2 separate regions of the Mus musculus genome follow, and region 2 is linked to region 1. A link is a contact called in public HiChIP or PLAC-seq data. All regions are on one chromosome and are shown on one strand. The core of a region is the stretch at or near the end of the contact, and the rest is flanking DNA. Distances in the headings are between cores, read along the strand shown. Region 1 holds the start of Trnp1 (TMF1-regulated nuclear protein 1). Region 2 holds the start of Wdtc1 (WD and tetratricopeptide repeats 1).

Evidence for each region. HiChIP or PLAC-seq counts read pairs in DNA pulled down with a chosen protein or histone mark.
Region 2: a contact with region 1 is called in an HNF4G HiChIP or PLAC-seq map of pancreatic cancer cells. The contact joins the promoter of Wdtc1 here to the promoter of Trnp1 in region 1. A contact is called at or near these places in 5 of 39 promoter capture datasets (hematopoietic stem and progenitor cells, hippocampal neurons, liver and 1 more), 5 of 484 Hi-C or Micro-C datasets (the Ba/F3 cell line, the G1E-ER4 cell line, the HL-1 cell line and 1 more), 8 of 115 datasets of contacts at active chromatin or transcription factors (the 230-238 cell line, embryonic stem cells, extraembryonic endoderm stem cells and 4 more) and 5 of 9 other capture datasets (adipose tissue, embryonic stem cells, liver and 2 more).

Annotation. Positions count from the first base shown.
Region 1 is chr4:133,495,229-133,501,473 of GRCm38.p6, reverse strand. Trnp1 (TMF1-regulated nuclear protein 1) reads left to right here and starts at 2,924. Exons shown (of 2, transcript NM_001081156.2): 1 at 2,924-3,846. The coding sequence starts at 3,017. The coding sequence ends at 3,688.
Region 2 is chr4:133,335,392-133,341,636 of GRCm38.p6, reverse strand. Wdtc1 (WD and tetratricopeptide repeats 1) reads left to right here and starts at 2,322. Exons shown (of 16, transcript NM_199306.4): 1 at 2,322-2,641.

The DNA.
Region 1 (6,245 bases), core at 1,675-4,174:
CTCCACTCCCTGAGGTCACCAACGGCAGGGCGGAGAGTGAAGTGAGGGAAGGAAAATGAATGAGTGAAGGCAAGAGAGGATGTCTCCATGCCAGTGGTGCCTGCTTCAATCTAAGCAAGTGTTTATGAGGTCGGTGGTATAGCTCTGTGGTGGAACTCTTGCCTAGTGAGCGCGCGCGCACACACACACACACACACACACACACACACACACACACACACACGAGTGCTTTTAGACCCAAGCACTCTATTAAATGTCAAAAGATTCCATCAAAGGAAAAGCTAGTATAGAAAGGAGACTGCAGCAGTAATGAAAACAAATGTGTGTTTCACACACACACACATATATATATTAGTGCACATATATAGCGTACCCTATACATGTATACACAGAAGATAGGAAAAAAATATTGAATGCCTGACGTAATGGTAAATGCCTTTAATCCCAATACTTGGGAGATAGAGGCAGGCATCTATCTGTGAATTCAAGGCCAGCCTGGTCTACATAGTCAACTTCAGGTTAGCTAAGATTACATAGTAATATCCTGTCTTAAAAATGTTTATAAGTTGTTATTTTTTTATAATTGTGGAATGTCTGTTTATGAGTGTGTGTGTATGTGCCTGTATGTTTGTGTGATGTGTGTGTGTATATCTGAGTAGTGTTGGTGTGCATGTGTTGTGTGTGTATGTGTGTGAGTGGTGGTGGTGGTGTGTGTGGTGTGTGTGTGTGTATGTTTGTGTGTTGTGTGTATGAGTGGTGTTGGTGTGTGTGGGTGTGTATGTGAGTGGTGTGTGTATGTATATGTGTGAGTGGTGTTGGTGTGTGTGTTGTGTGTGTGTGTGAGAGTGGTGAGTGTCTCACAGGGAGCTTTCAGGAGTTGGCTCTCTTTCCCCCATGAATTCTGAGGACGGAAATCACATTGTCAGGCTTGTGCGGCTTGTACTTTAGCTGACAAGCCATCTGGCCGACTCTGCTCTTCATCTTTTTGAGATAGGGTCTCTTACTACAGGTTAGACTGGCCTGGGACTCAGTCCGTGGCCCAGACTGGCCTCTGACCCACAGCCTTCTGATTGCCTAATCCTCCTGAAGACTGGGATATCAGCTGTGAGCCACTTCACGCAGCTCAATCAGGTGAGTTTGAGGGCCATTAGTTTCCTATTGAGAAGAAAAGCCTGCTGTCCCTACGTCTAAGGGATGAGAACACAGTGCATTCAGTGAACACTTATTTAGTTATTTGGATTCTGACACAGATCTCATGTAGCCCAGGCTAGCCCGGTGCTTGCTTTCCTGTCTTCTTGTCTGCCTTTCATGTGCTGGACGACAGGCATAGCTGCTTTGTTGTTTCTGGTTTTATCTGGTGCTGGGGATTGAACCCAGCTTTACTGAGGCACACTACCAGCCCCTCCTCGTAAATATGCTTTCATCATCTTTGCCCTCTTAGAGAGACCAATATCCAAGGTCTCTGGAAGGATTTGCAATCCAGATCTGACAGGTTCCCTGGAACTAACCAATGGTGGGGTTTCCCCACATACATACCTCCCTTTTTTCTTCTTCCTTTCTTTTTTTCCTTTTCCTTTTCTCTCAAGACAGGGTTTCTCTGTGTAGCCCTGGCTGTCCTTCTTCTCTGGGATCTACTCCTGTTCACTGAACACCCCTTTACTACCGTGAGTCCTCCCGTCCCGCTTCTCTGAATCTAACTCCCTTCACCCTCCTTCCCTTGCTCTGGGAGCTGCTTCTGTGGAGATTTGCTGTCAGAGTTCCTGTCACTTAAAAGGCACCTGTAAGCACTTAGAGTTGGGTGGACCCGTGGGTCGGAGGGACTGGGGCTTTCCTCCCCCCACTAGTCAGATTCCTCTTCATATATTTTGACCCTCAGGGCTGGCCACACCTTTGGCAGATCCTTTGAAACCCGAGGACCTGCTGCAGTCCTTCCCAATGGGGTTCAGAGCTTCCTTCCTGCCCTGGGGACCTTGCCCTCTCCTACCGTGAACCCCTCCAATCTCTGATGGCGCTTTCAAATAGATACAATCAGAGGTAAAACCCTTGGTGTCTGGGCCAGTACTTGGAAGGGGAACAGAAGGGCTATTTGTGCCGTGGGGAAAGTGGGCAGAGCTAGGATGGTTAAAATTCGAGATGTGGAGTCGTGCTTGGGAATTGGAGGAATCCACGTATCTCAAGGGCTCTGATGAATGGTTGAGTTTGTTCGTTCATTTCCGTCCAGACTCAGCCACTGTCCTACAATTTGACATTGAGCAGGGCATCGCGGCTTCTTCTGAGTTTCTTTCCCCCTCCATTTGAAAGATACCAGGACGTGTCTTGTGGGCTAGCAGGTGCACACGCAGGCAGAGTTGGAGCTGGAAAATAATTTTGCACACCTTGGGGTTTTCTAAGGGCCCCACGAAGGTTGGCGGACCAGGAGCAGCGGCTCTGGTGTTTGTTTTGCAAGCTAAGTGCCTTCCTGGTATGCGAGTAATCCAGTCATATGCCCATCTTCCAGTGGACACCAGTCGTCTCTCTGCCTTAACCACCCCATAAGCCCAGAGAGATGGGCGGGAAGGGCATCCTAGGAGACCCGGAGCGCTAAGTTCTAGGCTAGGCTCTCACTGTCACGCGGGCCCGGCAGAGGAGCAGAGGTGACGCCCAGCCATTCTGGGTAGAGACTGAAATGTATGACTTTTAAACATTACCATCGAATTTTTCTGAGGTGATTCCAGGCGAGGAAAGTGACCGTCACTTATCTACCCCAAATTTGGGATGATGCCCAAACGGAGCCAATCTGGGAGAAAGACAGGGAACTTGAAACACTTGGGGATACGCTCCTTGGCGGGAGGCAGGGCAGATTCAGGCACAAAAGTCTCGGATTGGCTGTGCTGCCATCGCTCCGCCCCATGTGCTATAAGATGCTGGGCGGCGCGTGCGGCCTGGGTGTGGGCTCTGCGGCCGCCTCTCACTAGTCTCGTGCCCAGCATCTCTCCTCCCCACGCACCGACAACCCTGGGCCGCCGCGGGGCGGGGGATGCCGGGCTGCCGAATCAGCGCCTGCGGCCCAGGGGCCCAGGAAGGGACGGCAGAACCGGGGTCGCCCCCGCCGCCACCCCGGGAGCCCCTGCCGTCCCTCCAGCCCCCTTCCCCATCGCCGACCTCGACTCCGACCCCCACTAAGTCACCGCCCTTACCCGAGGCGGCCGAGACACCCGTGGAAGGGCAGGAGCTGCAGCGCTGGCGCCAGGGTGCTAGTGGGGGGTCTGGGGGCGCGGGCCCGGCGGGGATCGCGGGCGCGGCGGCGGGGGCAGGGGGCCGTGCGCTGGAGCTGGCCGAAGCGCGGCGGCGACTGCTAGAAGTGGAGGGCCGCCGGCGCCTGGTGTCGGAGCTGGAGAGCCGGGTGCTGCAGCTGCACCGAGTCTTCTTGGCTGCGGAGCTGCGCCTGGCGCATCGCGCCGAGAGCCTGAGCCGCCTGAGCGGCGGCGTGGCCCAGGCCGAGCTCTACCTGGCTGCGCACGGGTCCCGTCTCAAGAAGGGTGCGCGCCGCGGTCGCCGGGGTCGTCCCCCGGCGCTGCTGGCGTCCGCGCTCGGCCTGGGGAGCTGCGTGCCCTGGGGCGCAGGGCGGCTACGGCGCGGCCAGGGCCCGGAGCCCGACTCGCCCTTCCGCCGCAGCCCGCCCCGCGGCCCCGCCTCCCCCCAGCGCTGACCTCAGTACCCCGGACCCCTGGCTTCCCGAGGCAGGCGAGTCTCCAGGTGCGGGAGGACAGACGGACGGACGGATCCAGGTGCTGGCCAGATGGACGGCGTCATCTACGCGGAGGAGTCAGCTGGGGGTCCATGGGGGGCCCTGAAAGTGACACTAAGGTGCGGTGTTGTTGACTGGTGTTATTTTGGATACAGCGTGTGTCTGTGTTGAGGAGTGTAGGATCCGGGATCTTCCATGTCTGGGCGGGCATCTGTGGAGCCCTGATAGAGCTGTCCTTTTTTTCGTGGCTGGTTAGATGACAGTGCCAAGTCCCCTTATAGAGATGAACTAGTGGAAGGTGTTCGGCTTCCGGAGGGATTTGGTGGCAAACTTTAACAAGCTGGAGCTTGCTGCAATATTGCAACATCTGCTCCCTCACCTGTGCTAGTGTGGTCTCTCCTGGGTCCCCTGGGACTGTAAAAACCCTGCCCTCAAAGTTGCTGGCTTCTACACAGCCCAGCTCCATCCCTTGCAAGGAGAAGAAGAAGAAAGTCCCAGGATGGAGGAGGGCTGGCTCAGGGCTGTATGACTGGATTCTCCTCTGAGTCTGTGACTCCCATTGGAGGAGACAGATACCCGGAGAGGTTGAAGGTTTGTCCCCATCATACTTAGGTCTCTCTGCTTCTAGGTCCCAGCGTTTCCCATACTCCTAATGATTTTGGTATCTGCTTACAGCCCGATGGGGATATTCAGGATGAGTTGTTTGTCACCTGCTCAGCTAGCAGCCCTCCCCAAGGCATCTCTAAGATAGCTCTGCCAGGGATGGAGCCAGGTGACACTCTTTAACAGCCCCAAGGGAGCAGGCATGGCATCAGCTTCCAGAAAGGGGGGCCTTAAAGGGCCAGACTGAAAATGCCACCTGACTGGATGCCCTTCGGGTCCCTATTCCCCTGTCCCCACTCAGCTGTGAGGGACCTGGCTGCAGAGAGTGTGTATAACCACCTCTGAGGAGTTGCTGTGGGGAAGCTGAAACAGGGCCTTGAATTCTTTTTCCCACTGTAAGGCATGGTTGGCTATTTTACTCATTTAAGTCACACCTAGGGACGGACCGGCTCAGCCTCTGCTTATTTAAAATCCTTGTTTTACAAACTGGAAAAGGGATTTCTCAAGGTCACATGAAAGAGAGAGAGAGGAAGAGAGAGAGAGAGAGGGTGTGGGGAGGAGATGAGGTAAAGGAGAGGGGAGGGGAGCCTGGTCCTAGGCTTGTGTGTATCCTTTACATTCTGTTCCAGTAGTTAGGGAGAGCAGACCTCTGGACCCTGTCTACAGTGACCTAGGACAATGCTGTCCCCTCTCTGGCTGGACCCTGTCTACAGTGACCTAGGACAATGCTGTCCCCTCTCTGGCTGGACCCTGTCCACAGTGACCTAGAGCAATGCTGTCCCCTCTCTAGATCAGTTTCTTCACATCTCTGAATATTGTTGTCCCTCCTGTCAGGCTTGAGAAGGGAGAGGAGGAAGAGAAGGATGTCAGAGTCACACGGATGCTGTCATCCTGTGAGTGAGGTGTATTGTTGTGACAGGCAGGGGTCCTCAGATGAACCTGTCCCCCCATCAGACCTTCCCCTGCACAGGTAGCATACTGCTGGGATCTCGGAAGACCTTCCTAAAGCCTTCTTACCTGGAAATCTCAGAACTTCTGAGAAAGCCATAGCCCAGGGGTAGAGTGGGGACTCTGGCTTAAACTGTCCTTCCCAGAGAAGGATTTATTGAAGTTTCCAGGTTATTTTGGAGTTCTGAGGGCCAGAGAACACAGGACTTCCTAGAGATGACAGCTGGAGCTCTGGCTGCAGTAAGCTGGGCCGCCGCCAGGACCACGGGTTTCTGGTTTGCAGGGCTGAAGCCCTTGATCCGAAGGAGCTTTTTAGCTAATGGCATAGAGTGCTTTCTGTCACCACCGTCAGGACTTTCTCTGGGGTTTATTGTAATCAGCTTTGACCTGATTCAGAAGTGGCGTGGGTGGACACATGAAGAGTTAGAGATGATACCTGCTGGAGACGGGTGGGTGGGTAGGTGGGGGGTACAGGCAGTTCTGGCCCCTCCCTCCTCTTCAAGAAGCCAGGCTGTTCCCTCGACAAAAAAAAAAAAAAAAAAAAAAAAAAGTCTGTGCCAGGGCACACAGCTCAATGACTTGAATCTCAGGCCATCAACCTTCTCAACCAATGAAAAGTCAAAAGTCCTCCTAGGATCCTGTGTAGCATTCCTGGGCCTGTTCCATTCTCTCCTAACTAACAGACACCGATCACCACTTACTCCAGGGGTTTCGGGAGGTAGCATACAGCAGAGGGTCTTTGCTTCTAAGGCTTGCCTTCCAGTTCTCTTCCAGGTAGCTCCCTGGGTGTCACCATCCCAGGAGACCTAATGGGGGCTCAGGTTATTTTAATTTTAATTTTTTGAGACAGGCTTGCCTTAACCTCCATAGAGAGCTGGGAATAACCTTGAACCTTTTAAAAAACATTAATTATTTATGAATGTATGCATACAGGAGTGTGTGTATTGGGGTGGGGCAGGCATTTGCC
Region 2 (6,245 bases), core at 1,073-3,572, 160 kb after region 1:
CTTGAGTGCTCCAGTGAACACCAGCCAGAAAATAAGCAAGTGACTGTGGATATTATTACTTCTGGTCATCCCTTGCCAGCAAACATTCATTCTGAATGCAGATATATACTGTCGCAGAAACACAATCCACCCCTCTTTCTTGTCATTTCTGCAACCTTGTCACCTAGAACAATTCCCAATTAAAATAATGTGGAGGGCTGGAGAGATGGTTCAGAGACTAAGAGCCCTGGTTGTTCTTCCAGACGTCCTGAGTTCAATTCCCAGCAACTCTATGGCGACTCATAACTATCTGTAATGGAATCTGATGCCATTTCCTAACATGCAGGTGTAAAGGAAGATGACACTTATACACATAAATCAATGGTTTTTTTTTTAAATAACGACTAGTAATGGATTAGACATATCTAAGTTTTGATGCTGACCTCTACTGTTTGCTGCCTGATTGTGGGAGTGTTGTTTTACCCACTGGAAACACTTGTCTTGAGAAAGATGCAGGATAAATATTAGCTACCTTGTAGCTTTATTGACCCAGTCACCCTAACAAAGACTGTAGGCCTAAAGCTAGGACCTGTGGATACATGATGTCAAGACCTTCAAGTCTTAATATCTGTGGAGTTTTTGTTTTTTTGAGACAGAGTTTCACCGTGTAGCTCCAGCTAGGCTGGAACTCGCTACTAGCCTCAGTTAATACAGGACCACTCACATCTACCCCCACATACTGGAGGTATGTGCCCAGCTGAGTATTCTGTCTCTCCGTGTCTCTGTCTCTGTCTCTGTCTCTCCATACAGCTAAGCAGGAAAGGTCAGGAGGCATGCCCCACAACCTTTCTAGAAGATGAAGACTGACCTGAATTCACAAGAGAAAGAAATCACAAGTGGTCCGAACAGAAATGAGCAAAGACCAGACACTTATGGGAAGAGAAACTTAGGACCAGCACTCTTTTAAAGATTTGTTTATTTTTATGTATATGAGTACACTGTAGCTGTACAGATGGTTATGAACCCTCATGTAGTTGCTGGGAATTGAATTTAGGACCTTAGCTCACTCCAGTCAGCCCTGCTAGCTCCAGCCCAAAGATTCATTTATTATAAATAAGTACAATGTAACTGTCTTAGAGGCACCAGAAGAGGGCATCATATCTCATTATGGATGGTTATGAGCCACCAAGTGGTTGCTGGGATTTGAACTGAGGACCTTCGGAAGAGCAGTCAGTGCTCTTAACCGCTGAGCCATCTCTCCAACCCTGGACCAGCACTCTTAAGTGCTAAATGTTTGTACTTAGTCTCCAGCACTGCCTGGTTTCATTCCTTGTTTTCTAACCAGTTGTGTGACCCTGGGCTAGCATCTTTTTAACTACTTTATGCTTGTTTCTTCTTTTTAAAAACATAGGAACAATTGTATCTATCAAAGAGAGCATGCCCAATACAGTGAAAATAAAAGTGTTATTACTTAGACGTTGGCATACTGTGTATCTGCCACTCTAAGAGAAGAGAAATGTAAGGTGATTGCTTTTGAGTTGAAGCTCCTGGTCTCTCTCCCTTAAGTTATCTTTACTGCCACCTTTGTCACCTTGGAACTCCCTTAGAGAGGAGGGTGTCTCCGTTCTGACTTGGAGCTTGAAAGTCAGAAGAGCAATTACTTGGCTAGTATTAGATAGACCTTGTCTGCCATCGATCTGGGTTCCTAGAGCTCCCAGGTCACTCAACATAGGACCTTTTCCTTCCAGCACCTGAAGATTCGAGCATGGAACCTGTAACTTCAGCAGCCCCCTAGAGCAAGGAGCAGGCTGAGGCTTTGCTCTGGGAGGACTCAGGGTCTTAGCCTTAGGTGTCCCCTAATTTACAGCATCAAAAGCAATTTTGATGAGCTCTTAGCCCTTGGAGGGTCTGTACTGGACCTGGGAGAACATGTGGAATTGGGACTCAGAAAAGGTGTAGTGGGATGGGAGGTGCGTCCAGGTAACTAATGGTAACCGGGCGGGGCAAGTCCACGCCGCAGGACCTCTGCGATGGCGAAAAACTACGACTCCCATGATACTCCAGAGCTGAGCCCCGCTTTTCCGCCCGCCCACTGGCTGCCGTTCCCGCGAGCGGTGAAGCCGATTGGCCCCGGCGAAGTGGGGGGCTCCCCCGCTAGCAGGTTAGTGGGCGCCACCGGCAGCAGACGTTGACCGGGCGCGCGATGGAGGGGGGGTGAGGGTGGCAGAGAGGACTAGGGCCCGCGCTCACTATTCAGGAAACTGCCGAGCGCCATCGCCGTAGCGTAGCCGCGGACCGTGAGACGCGGGGCCGGCGCGGAGACTGCGTGGCGCAGGCGCAGTGCGGGACTTCTCCTGGGTCCCCAGACAGCTGGAGGAGATAAACAGAGGAGGAGGGAGGGGAGTGCGTGTGTGAGAGCGCGCGAGGGAGTGTGAGTGTGTGTGAGCGCGGGTGTGAGGCGGTGCGCAGGGGCGGGCGGAGGCGCTGTCCGGCCCCGGCCAGGCGCCGGGCGGGGAGCATGGGAAGAGGCTAGAGCTGCCCGGGTCCCCAGCCCCCTTCCCGGGATCCGCACCCCTGCTCCCGGGAGAGGGGCCGGGCCCCCCCGGACCGACATGGGCTCCTGAAGTTGCTCCGCTGCTGGTCCTGGGAAGAGACCTGACAGGTACGGGTCGCCGCCGCCCCATCCCCGCCGCAGATGTCGAGTCGGGGACCGGCTCCCAGAGCCCCGGCTCCGGGGCCGTCCGCTCTGGGCCGGCTCCCTGCTTGGGGGCCTGAGCCCGATCGCCTCGGGACTCCGGGGTGTCCCGGGAAGGGGTCAGGCCTCGGCGGCGAGGAAGGGCAGAAAGGGCCGGGGAAGGGAGGCTAGAAGAGGACTGGCTGGGAGGTCGGGGGAGGGGGTGGGGGAAGGCTGTAGGAGTCCCGCAGGCTCCACCGGGGCAGAGGTAGAAGTCGTCCTATCACGGGACTTTTATTTATTTATTTTTTGCGGAGTTTTTGACATCTGATCTGGCGCCGATCGCACTCAGGAAGAAAGGGGCAGGTGGAAGTTTCAAGAGGTCAATGACCTGGTCTGCTCTTTCCGTGTCTCTCTGCCTCTCTTTCCCTCTCTTGCTCTCTGTTTCTGTCACCCCATACTCCTTTTCTTTCTTTCTCTCCTTCTCCTTCCTCTCTCTCTCTCTCTCTCTCTCTCTCTCTATAGAGAGAGAGAGAGAGAGAGAGAGAGAGAGAGAGAGAGAGAGAGAAAGAGAGTGAGTTTTCAGGCTTCTGGCAGTCGCAGATGCCTTCAGTGGCTCATCCTGGCACCAAACTGAACTTTGCCAAGGTGTTTGCATCATCGACTGTAGCGCTAAGTACAAAGGGTCTCTGCTTGGGAGTGGGCTATTAGTACCCACTTCAAAGGGTAAATAAGAATCGGTAGAGATAAACTGCAAACCCGCAGGATCTCTTTCTGAAAAGCTTTAGTGGAGCGTCCCGTCCCACGCCCCACCCCCCACCCCCCATCCCAAGCCCGGTGATTGGAGTTTCTTGGCGACTTATGGTTTGCTCTCCGCTGCAGGTGCATTACCAGGACTAATAAGAATTAAAAAAAAAAAAGTATGAGGGTTTACATGCGATTTATCTGAGCAGTACAGACGATTTATCTTAGCAGCTGAGTGTGACTAATTTCTTGTGAATGTCTCTGGTGTTCTTAAATCTCTTGAGGTAAATGTGTTGGTGGAGCAACTTGAAAGTTTTCTCAAGTTTGAGTTTAGAAGCTGAGTACTGTGACTGTAGCTTTTCCATTCCTTCCAAGGATGGGGTGGATGATCGGGATAAAGTGTCAGATAAGCATTTTTTTTTTCATGTGTGGGTTTTAAAACAAAGTTTCATGTAGCTCAGGCAGGCCTTGAAATCATCTTGTAATTCATGCTGGCTATAAACTATTTTCCTGCCTCCAAGTCCCAAGTACAGGGATTAAGTGGTATAATGCTATTTCCCTTGGCCCTAAAGTTGTTTTGTTTTGTTTTGTATTTTGGAGATAGGCTTTCTCTATGTAGCCCTGGCTGCCCTTGTATTCACTCTGTAGACCAGGCTGGCCTCAGACTCAGAGATCTGCCTGCCTCTGCCTCCTGAGTGCTGGGATTAAAGGCATGTGCCACCATACCTGGCTCCAGGTGTTCCTTTTTAAACAAAGCCTTCGGGATCTCTTTATGAGCCTACCTAGTGAGACCCAGTCTGAAAACCCAAGTATAAATAAATAAGTAAAGCCTGAATCGGTTTTGAAAAGAAAATCATTCTGAGGAACCTTCTGAGGCAAAGATGTTCCTGCCTCCTGGTCCCAAGTTCTCTCTACCTAGGGCACAGGTGTGCTCACTGCTCGCTGCTTAAGTTGTGAGTGGGCAGGCGATGCTCAGACAGTGAGTGAGCACCCTTGGACTAGTTCTGGTTTGAGTTCTGTATTTTCTTTTCTTGTAAGCCTTGTATCTTTAAGAATTAGGATTTTGCTGTTGAGTATAATACCCAAGTATTTTTTTTAATTTGTTTTTATTTTACGGGTGTTGAGCCTTTTGCCTGCATGTATGTATGTATGTACGCCACATGTGTGCGGTGCCCATGGAATCCAAAATAAGGTGACAGGTTTTCTGGAACTGAAGCTACAGATAGTTGTGAGCTGCCATGTGGGTACTAGGAATTGACCTCAGTCCTCTACAAGAGCAGCCAATGCTTTTAATCACTGGACCATATCTCCAGGTCCTCCAAATCTTCTAAAACAGACCAGGGATTAGTTAGCAGGGTTGACTCTGAGGCTAACAGTTGATTTCCTCATTGTTAAATTGTATTTCATTTTTCTCTTTTTTTTTTTTTTTTTTTTTTTTTGAGACAGGCTCATTGCAGTCCAGTCAAGGCTTGCCTGGAACTCCAGGCAGATCATCCTCCTGCCCCAGTCTCCTGAGCACTGGGATTATAGGTGTGAGTCAGCGTGTCTGGCATAAATAGTTGGGGGCCTTTTCTTTTAGTCTATTAAGTAATTTTTAAAATTATTTTTATTTTATATGCATTGGTGTTTTGCCTACGTGTATGTTGCTGTGAAGGCATTGGGATCCTGGAGTGACACACGATTGTGAGCTGCCATGTGGGTGCTGAGAATTGAACCCTGGTCCTCTCGAAGAGCAGCCACCTCTCCATTTCCCTAAAGAATGCTTTCAGTATAGATTTATAAAAAAATATTTATTTATTATTTATATGAGTACACTGTAGCTGTCTTCAGACACACCAGAAGATGTTTACATTACAGATGGTTGTGAGCTACCATGTGGTTGCTGGTAATTGAACTCAGGATCTCTGAAAGAGCAGTCAGTGCTCTTAACCCCTGAGCCATCTCTCCAGCCCCTCAATGTAGATTTTAAGCATGAACGTTAAGAGAAGGAAAGAAGTGCTTGGGAGAAACATGCCTCAGAGTGGATGGAGGCTTCTCTGAGAAAGTTGCCTCTCTTCTGTTCTTGTTTATCTTGGTTTGGTTTTAGCAGCACTGGAGATTAAACCCAGGGCCTTGAACTTGCTAGGTAAGCTCTCTACACCACAGAGCTATATCGCCGGTTATTCGTTTTTGTACTTAGGCTTCTTTTTTAAATTTAAAAGTGAAATATATTACTCTGTGTAAGAGTACATGCACGCAGCATGTCTGCCGCGCACATATATGCAAGTACTGGTATATATGTGTGTATGTCCAATTGCATCTGTGAGATGATTTTTCACTGTTCTTCACTGTGGGCTCTGGGGACTGAGCTTGGTCTCTTAGGCTTGAGCTCACTGAGCCACATGGCTGGCCCTTTATAAGTTTTTGAGATAGGCTGCCCATAAGTTGCCCATGCTCAACTTCCATAGTCCGTGCAGGCCTTGAACCTGTGGTCTCTTAGCCTCAGTTTCGTGAGCAACACTGAAGTTGGAGGCCTGCTTCTTGGCCTTAGCAGAGTTGCTGTATTTCGTTGGTACACTGGAGACAGCAGTGGCTGTGTGCTACATGTACACTTTTGCATCTGAGACAGCCCTGGACAAGTGTAATCTAGTGATACTTGGCTCTTCTTTGGGTCAGTGGTTTAATGCCTTATCCTTTTTCTTCTTTCATTCTTACCCTCACAGAGTCTCCATACATCTTTGAGCTGCTGCTGTAGATGGCTAGACCCACAGAACTGGTGAACTGTGCTTTCTTCTTAGCTGTTGTGTATTAAGAAAATCGCCACCAGAAACCTATCAGTACCCTTATTGTTACGAGGTCACAATTTGGG